Linked DNA regions of Gossypium arboreum: region 1 is linked to region 2. The links are chromatin contacts, called in public Hi-C maps. All regions are on one chromosome and are shown on one strand. Each heading gives the region's core, a stretch centred on a gene start, on an enhancer-like site or on the middle of the called end of the contact. The rest is flanking DNA. Distances are from core to core; before and after follow the strand shown.

Region 1 (6,654 bases), core at 38-2,537, 41 kb before region 2:
TATATATAAATAAAAACTCGACCCAAAGTTCAACACTGCAAAACAAAAATACTTACATCCGATGCTGTTGTGGATGAAATCCAATGAGGTGGTGGCCAGAATAGCTCGGAAAATTGAGGAAACTTTGTTAATGGTCCTATAGAACCGCTTTCCAAATCGAATACACCTATATCACAATGCTCCGACGCTCCATCTTCTTCCCCGAGTGAATAGAAGAAATTATCCACATAGATTATGCAATTCCCTCTACACACGGATAAATCTTCTATTGAAGCAGAAAAGGTGCAACCATCACCTAAAAATAACACGCGATTGTCCAAATCCTTAGCTTCAACCCACTGCTTACCAACATCATCCAACTTAAAAACCTTAAACTTAACCGTCCTCTCGTTCATATACAAAGCAAGGTTTTCAAAATACTCCTCGACGAGCCCGAAACCGGCCGAAGAAGAAGATGAACCGGGCTCAGATTCAATACTCAAATACATATCAACCAACAATAACTCACCCTTTGAATCAACCAAAAACTTCTTATCACCACCAAAAACAGGCATAGCAATCAAATTTGTCTCGAAATCCAATCCCACAACCACAGTCCTACCAGTATTATCAACAGCATAAAAATTCCCTTTATATAATATCACATCGTCAAAAGGAGATGGCATGTCTTGAATTATAGCCCATTTCTTAACACTAGATTTAAACATTGCTAATTTCCCAGAAACATGAATTGTAAGTATAATGAAATCATTAACATTATCTTCTAAACAAGACAGGACAACTTTTTCCATGTACAAGTTGCCCACACTGTGATGAGTTAAATAATGAAGCACATATTCTTCACCCAATTCAAGAACCCTAAAATCCAACAAATTTAAAGGTTTGGGGAAATTATCAGGGAGAGAATCGAAACGAGACCTTGAGAGAGGGTTCAAAAGCTGGACTCTGCCGTTCATCGGATCTTCTTCGATTTTGATTACCCACGAGGAGGGGCTCCAAGCGTTTGTTTGGGTTCTAGTTGTGGGTGATCCGAGGAGGAATACGGAGCGCTTTGAGAGGGAGAATTGGGAGGAAATAGGGAGAAGCGGGAAACGGGGAGCGAAGCGGTTGCGGCAGCGGTTGGGGGCAGTAACGGCGGAGCGCCAGGTGGAGCAAACGGAACGGAAACGGATGACGTCATAGTGGGTTCCTAGGCGTTTGGAGATAAGTTCTAGTAGTTCCTTGGGGAGTTGGGTCCAATCTGCCATAGTAGATTTTCCCGAGAAACTGATGGAATATTAGCAGGAACACTGTAGAAATAGCCTTATGTACCATGGTAGAAGTAGAAAGGGTCGTAATCAGATGGGCTTTTGGGTTGGGCCAAATTTAGTTTTTAATTGGTTAAAATGTGATATTAGTCCTTGCACTTTACAGAATATGAGATTTAGTCCCTCTACTTTAAAAGTTAAAAATTCAATCCTACTACTTTTTTTTCCAATTTAAAAAATATGAGTCCAATTATTATCGTTGTTGGTAATTTATGTTAGAAGTTTTCAATTTAATATGTTTATTTTTTTGTCAATCATATACCACATCATATTAGGGTAGCCTAATATGCCAAGTTGACAAATTTTGACAAAAAATACTAACAATGTTAATGATTAGATTGTGAAATTTAAATTATAAAAGTAGGAGGACTTAATTTGTTAAATTTTCAAATACAAGACTGAATCTAACTTCACATTGTAACCTTTTAAATTCAGAAAGTTGTCCTTTTTGTTAAAAACATGATTTTGGTCAAATTCCACCTATTAGTCCCTATAATATATGTAACTTGTAAATTTAGCCTTTTTACTCTAATTTGATCATTTTAAGTCCTTTTACTTTTTGAATTTTAAAATTTTAGTTGTTAAATTTCGACATTTCCAAAATTCTATACGACAAACATATTATCGCATGTCTAATGTTATACCAAATACCATATGAATCATGATTAGAATTTCAAAATAAGAAAGGTATAATGATTAAAATGATCAAATTGGAGAATTGAGACTAAATCCAAAACTTACGTATAGTACAAAACTAATAGCAGAATTTGACATAATGAATTTAACTACTATAGTTTGCAATTCGATCTGAAGTTCAAACTTCAAAAAAGATGTACTAAAATTGACCAAATTAAAGTAGGGTAAGCTAAACTATTAGTCACTAAACTATGGTTAACTTTTCATTTTGGTCACTTAACTAAAAAAAGTTACAATTCGGTCACTGAACTATTTGAAAGTTTTCATTTAAGTCACTGAGTTATTTAAAAGTTTTTATTTAAGTCAATAGGCTGTTAAGTTTTTTTTTTTTTTAAGTTCTGCTAGCGAGCTCCAAGCGATGATTTAACGATCGATATGGTGGATCAATACCCATTGACGAGTAGTAAAACATATCTTAGATCTAAGTCGATTTGACAGCCAACGTCGGAGATCAGAGAAAAAAAACTGTTTGAATTTTGGTTCTCATATTCATGATGTCCAAAAGTTGTTTCATGAAAAAGACTAAACTGTAGAAGAGAAGAGGAAAGAGAGTTTTCGATTGGTGTAGGCAATGCAAACATAAAAAGCCATATATCATCGATTTTAATAGCTCAGTGACTTCAATAAAAACTTTTGAATAATTTAGTAACCAAATTGTAAGTTATTTTAATTAAGTGATCAAAACGAAAACTTAATCATAATTTAATGAAATTTAGGCTTTCTCTCACATGTTAGCAATTATTTTATGCTCTATTTATTCTCCTTTTCTTTTTAAGTTACTTAAATCTATCTTTAAATCATGATATTAGACTATATATTTTGTGAAAACTTTAGATTTATTCTGTGTACTTTAATTTAATAAATTTTAGGACATCGAAATTGTGATATCCCGAATTAGGGCCTAAACAGAATAGTGCTTTCGAAACCACAATTCTGAAGTAGAAAAATTTATTCCGATTAATTTTTATAATTTATTGAGTGATTAGATACATGTGTTAGAATATCGATAGAAAATTTCATGAATTGCATGTCTAATTTGCCTATTAGGACTTAATTGCAAAAGTTGATAAATATGAGTTTTAGATGTTAAAGGATTTAATTGAAGAGCATAATTGAAGTAGAGGTACTTAAATGGGAATTAAACCATTAGGTTTTCATGGACAAAAGTGGACATACATAAGTAGAAATAACCAAAGTTTTTAATGAAGGGTATTTTAGTCATTTGGTAATTAAAAGACTAAAAAAAGGAAAAAGATGGCAAAATATGTCCATCTTCTTCATTAGGATGAAATTTCAAGGGTTCTTCATAGCTAGGGTTTGTTTCAAGCTCCATAGTAAGTGATTCCAAGCCCCGTTTTTAATGTTCTTTGCGTTTTTGGAGTCCCGGTAACTTGATTTAACTTATTCTAGCAATAATTTAACCTAAGGTTTATATTTAGAAAAATACCCATAGGTGAAATGCGTTTGTTTTGATGTTTTATAGTATAATATGAAGCTTTAAATTGTGTTAAACCACTTTGCTAAACGATTTTACGTGAAAACGAGTAAAATGACATTATCGGTAAAAATACCTAATGTTTATAACTATATGTTAGAGTGAGAATTTGATGTTTCCATAGAAGGGAAAAATGATCAGCATGTCATAAAACATAATAATTTTGGGAAAAAAATAATTTTTTAGCTTTGGGGCAAAAGTGTAAATATGCAAAAGTTTAGGGGCAAAATTGTAACTTTGCAAAATTTAGATTTAAGGACTATTTTGATAAATTTGAGTATTAAATCAGCTAAATGTGTTATTTTAGACCAAGAAAGACGTGGAATCGACCTTAATCGGGGAAAGGAAAAGATTATGGACTAAATTGCAAAATTTCTTTATTTTGTACCGAGGTAAGTTTAGGTGTAAATGTAGGAAACATAATTGTCATTTTAAGTAATTTAATGTTATTTATATGATATGATGATTAATATGATGAAATATTATGCTTTGTGGTTATTATTGAGTAATATGCAAATTATGTGTGCTACTTGTTAAATATGAATTGCTACCGAGTATTGGTTTCGATATTCCGTTGAAGACGGAAAATATGTGTGATCGAGGAAAAAGCCCGTTTGAACCTTGGGAATAGATTAGAATACAAGTGACATGTCATTAAGATATTTGAGTTTCGAGCTAGTTGAGTTGAGTCCAAGTTCGTGAGATGTAACTAGGCATCCGAACTCGTTGAGTTGAGTCCGAGTTCACTTATGGGCGGGTTACATGGTAGCTTGGCTACATAATTTCTGCAGGCTATTGAGTTTGTCTAACTACGGGTATGACACTTATGTGCATGAAATCTGTGTATTCGAATCATATTCCGATGTGTTCAATCTTAAATGGATAAGGTGAGTACCTAAAACGAAGGTGACATGTTAGTAAGTGTGGTGAATGAGAAATTTGTACAGATATGTACTTAACCTTCGGGTTGAGACTTCAATATAACAATAATATGGTAGGATCATGAATGAGAAATATGATATGAATGCTTTGGTGGTTTTATGCAAATGTAGGTTTCGTATTATTGCATGGTTATGTTACTTGCTATTTACATGTGAACTTACTAAGCAATTATGCTTACTTCCTCCTCTATATTATTTGTAGTTTTGTCAAGCTGGCTAGGAGATCGGGAATAGTCGAAGGCGCGCTCACACTATCAACAAACTATTTCGGTATAATGACTTATATATTTTGGGAATATGGCATGTATAGCATTATAATCATTTTGTGTATATAATCTTATGATATGGCTCATGGATGGTATGGAAATTTTTGAGAATGATTAGCTATTGGAGTGGCTAATCAATATTATATTTGATAACACGTATGCTTTATGTGCTAACTAATCTATGGAAATCCATAAAATAGTGAAACTGGCTATAAAATAGAATCACACAGCAACAGTTACGTGAGTTTGAAAAATCACTAAAAATAGTATATATAGAATTAGATGATGAATAAAATATGTAATTGAATCTTAATGAACCTATTTTCATGTGGAAGAAACAAAATAGGTAAAAGAGTTTTATTTATGAGATATTTACGTTTTGGTGAAATAGGGTCAGAGAAATTTCTGGATCCCCTATTCTAACTTTATAAATTCACCATAAATTGTGTAAAAATAATTAGGACTCACAATTTATATGTATGGATTCCTTATTGAGTCTATTTTTAATAAAAACAAACAAGAACATCATTTGAATTCTGTATGAATAGATAATTAATTTTTAGTAAAGAAGGGTCAGAACTGTCAGACAGCAGAACAGGGGTGACTTTAAAGAATAAACTGTACTTATTGGCTAAACCAAAAATTCTGAAAATTTTATGGTAAGAAGATATGTGAGTCTAGTTTCAGGAAAAATTAACGTATCCTAATTTTAAGTTTTTTAGCTCATTAAAAAAATAATTTAGTGACTATGACTCAAGTAGACAACTTTGAATGAACTATAAATAATAGTTGAATTATAGAGAATGTTGAAATGTATTAAATTGATAATTAAATTTATTTATTTAGATCCAGAAAATTAAAATACGAAGCTAGGTCGAGGAAAAGAAAAAGTTCAGGATCAGTAGATTTGTGTATACGAACAAGTATCGAGGTAAATTCGTGTAACTTGAATTATATTATTAAATGCTTGAAATGTATGTTATTGATGTGAATATGATTTTAATGTTCATTGTATGAAAATTGATGAAACATTGATATATTTGATAAAAAGGGGAAGAAATCCCGGTTGAATGAAAGGAAATTTCGATGGATCTCTGAAAAGGAATTGATGGTAAAAAAGATCTAGTCCGGACGGGTGATCCTATTCTGATATAGCCCTCCCGAAGAATATGTGGAAAATAGATTTAGCTCGGACGGGTAATCCGAATTAGGGTCTGAATTTAGCCTGGACTGATAATTCAGATCCAAGCTCATTAGAGTAATTGTCGTTGTAGGTGATTTAGCCTGGACTGGTAATCCCAACAATACTCTATAAGTTTATATTACAGGGGATTTAGCCTGGACTGGTAATCCCGTTGTAAAGATGAGGTTCGCGGGAGTGTGCTCTCTGAAATGGAAATGTGTGCACATGAATATGAATTGGCGGACCCGGAAATGTACACTAAAAGTGTACCTCTGAAAATCCATCGAAATTTTGAGAAATTCAACGAGATAAATATGGAAAAATAACAAGCGAATGGAAATCATGGTATCGATGAGCTCATCAATCATGATATATATATTATTGACACATGGAAATTATTGTACTAACTTGAATGTTGAGTTTGTGCATGTTAGGGTAATAAGCATTGAATGGATATTTGAATGTTTATTATATTGTATTGAAAATATTAGGCAAGTATAATTCTTGTTACATGAGCTTACTAAGCACAAAGTGCTTACCGTATTTCCTTTTTCCCTATTTTGTAGTGTTAAGAACTCGGAGGTCGGATTTGGTTGGAGACACATCACACTATCAACTTCAAGATTCGGTATATCAAGAAACTTTATTTTGGAAATCAATGGCATGTATAAGCTAATAAAGTAAATATTAATGTGATATGAATGTAAGGTCAGCCATTGGTATGGCTAACAAATCTTGGTTTTGGTATGTGACGAGGTTATCTTAT
Region 2 (6,950 bases), core at 1,752-4,251:
CAGGGCATAAAATGACGTCATTTTGCCCTGGATCGGGTCGACCCAACCCTACCCGCTAGGATTCGCGTGTTTTTATAGCGGAAGGGCTAATTGCGCTTTTGGCCCTTCCGCATTTTTATTATTCTTCAATCAAGTTTATTTTGATTTTTAACTCGACCTTGAAATTTGTTACACTTTTCAATTGAGTCCCCCACGCTGCTGTGCGTTTTATCTAAAGGAGTTTATTGCACTTTTGGTCCCTCTAAGTCATGCGCGCGTTGTAATTTGGCCCTGTGTCCTATTTTATTTCTAATTTCACCCCAAGAATTCTGTTTTGGTCTTAACTTTGTCCCCTTTTTTGTCGTTTTTGTTCTCAAATAGTATTTGTAATATTAATTTTGCTATTATTATTATTATATTATTGTTACTTATTATTATGTACATATTATTTATACTATTCTTAATATTATTATTATTATTATATTTACTATTATTATAAATATTAGTGTATATTTTATCATATATATATATACTCTTTATATGTGGTATTATTTTTAACATTATTATATTTACTATTATATTTATTATTTTTAATATATTATTATTTATTACTTTATTTTCCTTACCTTACAATTTTGTCATACTTTCTTTATATTTTTACTATTATTGTTATTATTATTATTATTATTATTATATTATTATTTATTATTATTTTTGTTTGTATATATTATTCATACTATCCTTGTTATATTATTTTTACCATTATTACATTTATTATATTAGTATTATTATTACTATCATTATCATTATTAGTATTATTGTGTGTTTTTATTATATATATATTTTCATATCTATAGTATTATTTTAATATTGTGTTTACTATATATGTTTACCCTTCATACTATTATTAACTATTATATTATTTTTAATAGTATTAACTTATATTTGTTTTTATATATTCTTTTTTATTATTATCATTATTAACTTATATATATATATATCTTTTTATGTACATATTATTATTTTATAGTATTATTACCAAATATATCATTTTTTATTATTTGTACATGATTTGTTTTATTTTTCTTTATTATTTTTATTTTTATTTTTTGTAAATATCATTGTTATTGTTATTCTAATATTCTACTATTCCATGTTAATATTTTTCATTAATGATATCATTGTTTGCGTCGTTTATTTCTTGTAAATTTTTACCTTAGAAATATTTTTTCTCATGTTTTAATTAATTTCAAAAAATAAGGTAATGTACAGATTTCAACATTAAGTCCGTGATTTCATCGCTATGTTGGGTGAATCATGTTGGCTCGTGTAAAAAACGGGGACATCCTTCTCAAAAGAAACCGAAAAACTTGAAATTTCTCGTGTTTTAATCGGATCATGATTAAATGTTATATTGAACTCGTATTTCTAAAATTAAGACAACACATGTTTTACAAGATACCAATTTTGGGCGTCGCAAGGGTGCTAATACCTTTCTCGCACGTAACCGACTCCCGAACCCTACTTTACTCTGATATTCACTTAGACCCAAATTTGACCTTCATTTTTGTTCGAGAATAAATTTTCTTTTCAAAAAAATAAGATGATTTATTAGGTGTCCGATCACACCTAGAAAAAAGATCGGTGGCGACTCCCTTTTTTTAATAAAATCGAAAGTTGATTTTCAAATTTTCAAATAATTGCCTCAATTAGCGATTGAAAGCAAAATTTTTACGTCGCTACAGTTATAATTGTATTTTAATTTTTCAAAAATTATTATTATTATTTTCTTAAAATATCTTTTTGAGTTCACCCTTCAAACATATATACCACACAATTTTAGATAATATGAGGTGATGAGCTGCGTCTGATTTTGGGTAACAATGTCCTAAAAAGAAAAATCCTGTATCTAATTTTGTGTAGAGAGATTAGATTCAAGGGCACCATATAAACGAATAGGATAGGGACATGTGAGAATATCCCATTATCACACACGTACACTCACTATCACATAAACAAAGTAGTGGGCAGCCAACTTTTACACAATTTAAAAATAAGTTTTTTAGATTCGAAATTTTTTTTTCCGGTGTTCGTGAACAATATTCCGGTAACCATGCATTGGAAAGGGCTATGGGCGTTATTCAGTTTTCATGGCGAGGTGAAAGATGCTTTTATCCCGGTTAAGAAAAGTAAAGTTGGAACAAGGTTCGGATTTGTAAGGTTTTATAGTGAAACAGATGCTCTGAGGGCGATTGACAGGCTCAATGGTTTTGTATTACTAGGGTATAGAATTGGAGTGAAAATGGCGAGTTACAGAGGTAGAAGGACGATATGGAGAAAAAGGTTTACTGAGGCCAAGGAAAGTGAATATGTTAGCGAGAAGGGAGATACTTCTGGGAGTTCAAATGATAATCGTCTTAAAAACAAGAAGTTTTTGGAACTAGAGATGAACCAAGCAAAATTTGTACAAGGTTTTGTGGAAGAAGAACTGCTTTGGAACGGAAACTCCAAAGGTGTGTGGTGGGGGAATCAGCGACAGTTTACAATTTAAGAAGTATGGCTGATAGATTGGCTAGGTTCGGTCTTGGGGAGATTTCAGTTAAGAGAATTCAAGGAAGATTTTTCCTGATAGAAGTCCCCGATGAAGAGTATATGAAAGTTTTGAAACAAAATGATTGGGCATATTTGAAGGAGTATTTTATAACAATAGAACCATGGTTGGAGAAGAGATACGTTTCAGAGAGGGTAACATGGATCGAGGTGGCAGGTATTCCATTACACTGCTGGAATTATGAAACCTTTAAAACAGTGGCAGAGTTATGGGGTAAGTTGATATCTATGGGGGAAAGTTGGAATAGGACAAATAACTTTGAAAAGATGGAGATGTTGATCTCTATAAATAAACCACACTTGATCGATGAATTAATAATTTTGGAAGTTGGCAACTGCAAGTTTCCGATTAGGATTAAAGAAAGAGGGCTATCAGAATGGGAAGGGGAGAAGTCCTTGAATGTTCAGGATCAGTCGGAGGAGAAGGGAGGAGAATCTCCGGAAGTTGAGTCAGGGTTTAGATCAGAATCGGAAAATCTCCAGGAGGAAATGCGAAACGACAAGGGAGGTGCTTTAAATACAATCAGCCTTGAAGAAGGTGTAATTGAAAAAGATGGCACGGGGCTTTCCGCAGAAGGAATTATGTCAGAGGAAAAGTTTTTTGGGAATAAAGAAAACGTTTCTGTTGAGGGTGTGGATAACAGATCAGTAGTGGATAAGGCCAAGGAGGATGGGTTAAATATGGGCCTTTTTACCCATATGGTCATGAACGTAGATAGTGGGCATCATAAAAGTGTGGACCTAGTTCAGGGCTCTATAGGTGAAAATGGGCAGCTTCTCAGGAGTGGTAATAGCCCAATGGAATTTATTGTAGGAGGCTATGGTTCGGGGAGTAGGAGCAGGGAAGAATTGGAAGCTAGGTTTAATATCGAAGAGGAATTCTTTCAAAATAGTTAAAACAGAAGAAAGAAAAAGTCTCTGAATAAAAGAATTCGATCGATGCGTGAAATACAAAACGGTGTTTTGTCGACAAAGGAAAAACAGAAGAGGGATAGAAAGGAAAAGATCACTAAAGGCAACGAGATAACAAGGTGTGAAGAATCAACGGTAAATTTATCGTTGTTCGATTCAGATATAAGCAATCGTAGAAGGGTAATTCTAAGGGAGGCAAAGAAAACTTGAGAAGTAGGGAAGATGCTGGGGCTTAGTGTGAGGGGAGATGAGGAAGAAGTAATTGATGAAATTATAAGATTGGAGGGGCAGTAGAGGGAGGAAATCGAGGGATTCGAATGGGCTAGAGGCAGGTATGTCGGTAAGTTATTCTTGTCTTTGGAAGTCTATCTTTGCTCTGGTTGTGTAGTAAATTTAGTTGAGGGTATGAGAATCTTATTGTGGAATATTAGAGGGTTGGGGTCGGAGGTGAAAAGGGAAGCTGTAAAAATATTATGTCGCCTGTCTAGAGCGTTCGTTTGTTTTATACAGGAAACAAAACTAGAGGTGATTATTAAGGATGATGTGAGGAAATTATGGGGGGATGATAATTGTGAGTTTAGATTTGTTGCAGCTGTAGGTAGGTCAGGTGGTCTGTTGACAATGTGGGATAAAAACGAATTCATTTCTTTTTAAAGACTGAAGTGATGACAGAGTGATAGCCATTGAAGGTAAATGGGTTAAAGAGGATTTAGATGTGGTTTTTAATTAACGTTTATGCTTCTAATATCGTGTCGGAACAGAGTACCTTATGGGGGGTGATAATGGAGTTAAGAAATCAGTTCGCAAGCCCTTGGATCGTGGGAGGTGACTTTAATGTGGTTCGTTGCAGAAGTGAAAGGAGCAACTGTTTGGGTTCAGAGATGGGGTCTTGAGAGTTTGTTAATTTTATCTATAAATGTAATCTCATTGATTTGCCTTTGTTGGGAAAGAAATTTACATGGTATGGATAGGACAACAAAAAAAACAGACTCGATAGGTTCTTGCTGGAAGATTTTTGGCTGATTAAGATCAAGGATCTTCAACAGCTGGGTTTAAAGAGATCAGTTTTCTGATCACATTCCAATCCTATTAGCAGACACAGAATTCGATTAGGGTTCTAGGCCTTTTAAGTTTATAAATGGGTGGTTAAAGAAAAAAGGATGTGCAGACTTGATTGAGAAGGAATGGATCAATATGGAATGTTTGGATGTTCAAGTTGCTTGAAATTTGAGAAAGCTTAAAGGGGTCTTGAGAAAATGGAATAGGAACAATTGTAATATGTTGGAAGATAACATTGTAGAATGTGAAGAAATGATTAAGAAATTAGATGTAATTAGTGAACAAAGAAGACTGAGTGAGGGTGATATGGAAGAGCTTAAGAGATTGAATTCGGATGTTTGGAACGCATTAAAATTCAAAGAATCGTTATGGCGTCAGAAATCTAGAATGATGTGGTTGAAAGAAGGAGATGCGAACACAACGTTTTTCCACAGAGCTGTTAAAATAAAAGCAAAGCGAAGAACGATATACAAAATGAAAATTGGGAATGCTTGGTGCAATAATCCGAGAGAGTTAAACAAGAGAGTGTATGAATTTTTTAAAAATCATTTCAAAGGGCGTTGGAGGAGATGGTGGGCGCTTCGGGCTGTGAAGGCGTGATGAGTGACACGGTAGGTAGTGTTAGAGCTATATTCTCGGGCCCTTGTGATGATAGTGATGCTGACACATCTGAATTAGGAGTTGTCATTACAGCGTTGGACATTTTTTCTGAGTTAGATTGGAAGGGAGGCTCTTTAATTGTTGAAATGGGCTCGAGGTGGGTTTTTAACTGGGTTTTGGATAAAACAAGGAGACCATGGCCGAAACGAGCTATATTTGCAGGCTTAGAAAGGAGGATTGCCTGTGTTGGAAAGATATCATTTTCTATAGCTAATATAAACGAGAATGAAATGGCTGAAACACTAGCAACTGCTGGTATGAGTAGGCCATGTTTTGTTTAAGGCTTGGTGGTGAGTTTGGTTTAGTTTTTTTTTTTTTTTTTTTTAGAATGTTTGAGAACTGGGCGTGCTTTTGTATGAGTCTAGATGGTATTTCATTGTTTGGGTGGACTCTCATTGTTTGGTTGTTGTGTCTTTTGATCAGAGAGAGATATTTTTGGAGGGGATTTCATTTTTGTTTGGTGTTTTTGATGGGCTCTGTTTTATGTGTGGTTCTTTTTGGTTGATTGGGGCTAGGTGGAGTTAATAAGATGTTTTTGTATGTTATTTTCTGTTCTTTGGTAGTTTTCTACCATTAATGAGCAAAAAAAAAAAGTAGTGGGCAGCCAAAGTAAAAGGCAAGAAAAATGTGAGAATATCCCACGAAACCATAAGAAATTCTAATTTCTATTAACTTAATTTTGAGATGTGACATTTTTATCATAATTTACAAGAGAATGGGTCAAATTCAGGTCTCTAATCCAATTAGACTTTCTTCTTATTTTTTAATAATTCATTTTATTATAATTTAAAAAAATTAATTAAAAGTTATAGCGTGTCAATTCTTGGTCCACTAGTCCAATTTTTTCTAGCTCAATTTTTAAAATATGACAGAAATTAATCAATTCAAGAAGTATAAAGATTAAATCTATAAATTACTATTGAAGTACATTATGGTAAAAGTTAACCAAAATCTAACTTACATATACTATTTGGTACACCTTAAATAATTGCACTGTAATTTTTTTGCCAAATTAATCTAATAATTTTTTGTGGGTAGGAGCATATTTGACAAGATATTTTCAAATTCAAGAACTGTGACCTAGTTCAAACCAATACTTTTACTTCTATAAATCGTAGCTTCATAGTCAAGATTTGGGCATACAGTTACCAAAAGTTCTCAAATAAAAAATTTTTTAAAAAAAAGTTGGGAGATGTGGAAGTGACAATAAAGGAAGAAGAAGCTAGAGCTGACGTAGAGATTTGGAATTATGTGTTAGGATATGTTAAAATAGCTGTCGTTAAATGTGCTGTTGAGCTTGGGATATCCGACATTATTGAAAACTATGGAAGCCCTATGCCACTATCCGAGCTAGCCACTGCCCTCCGATGCGAACCATCGCGTCTTCATCGCATTATGAGGATCATGGTCCACTACCGAATATTCAAACAGGAACCCATCAACCAATACACTGTAGGCTTCTCATCGACGCCATTGTCTCGTCGTTTGATAAAAGGTGGAGAAAATCCATGGCTGCTTTCATATTGCTCATGTACAGCCCTACTTGCTTAGCACCATGGCATTGTCTCAGTGCTCGAGTCCTTGAAACCGGTAATAATATCTCACCATTTGAAGTAGCAAATGGGAAAGATATATGGAGCTACGCCGGTGAACCCCGACTTTAGCGAACTCTTTAACAACGCCATGGATTGCGATGCTAGACTGACGGTGCAAGCGACAATCGAAGGATG

What was found. Hi-C and Micro-C count contacts between places; a contact is called where the count stands out from the background.
Region 1: a contact with region 2 is called in a Hi-C map of leaf, with 2.5 times the contacts expected there. The contact joins the promoter of LOC108457786 here to the enhancer-like site in region 2. A contact is called at or near these places in 2 of 5 Hi-C or Micro-C datasets (both in leaf).

What each region holds. Positions count from the first base shown.
Region 1 is chr4:119,442,065-119,448,718 of ASM2569848v2, reverse strand. LOC108457786 (F-box protein SKIP23-like) reads right to left here and starts at 1,287. Exons shown (of 2, transcript XM_053026585.1): 1 at 57-1,287. The coding sequence starts at 1,247.
Region 2 is chr4:119,402,687-119,409,636 of ASM2569848v2, reverse strand. It overlaps the pseudogene LOC108458959. Among protein-coding and RNA genes, the nearest start is that of LOC108457676, 13 kb to the left of the region's middle. Within about 2 kb of position 3,001, at least 2 of the 2 cell types and tissues checked have an H3K27ac peak or open chromatin away from gene starts, as enhancers often do. A contact at or near this core is called in leaf, where this site is marked.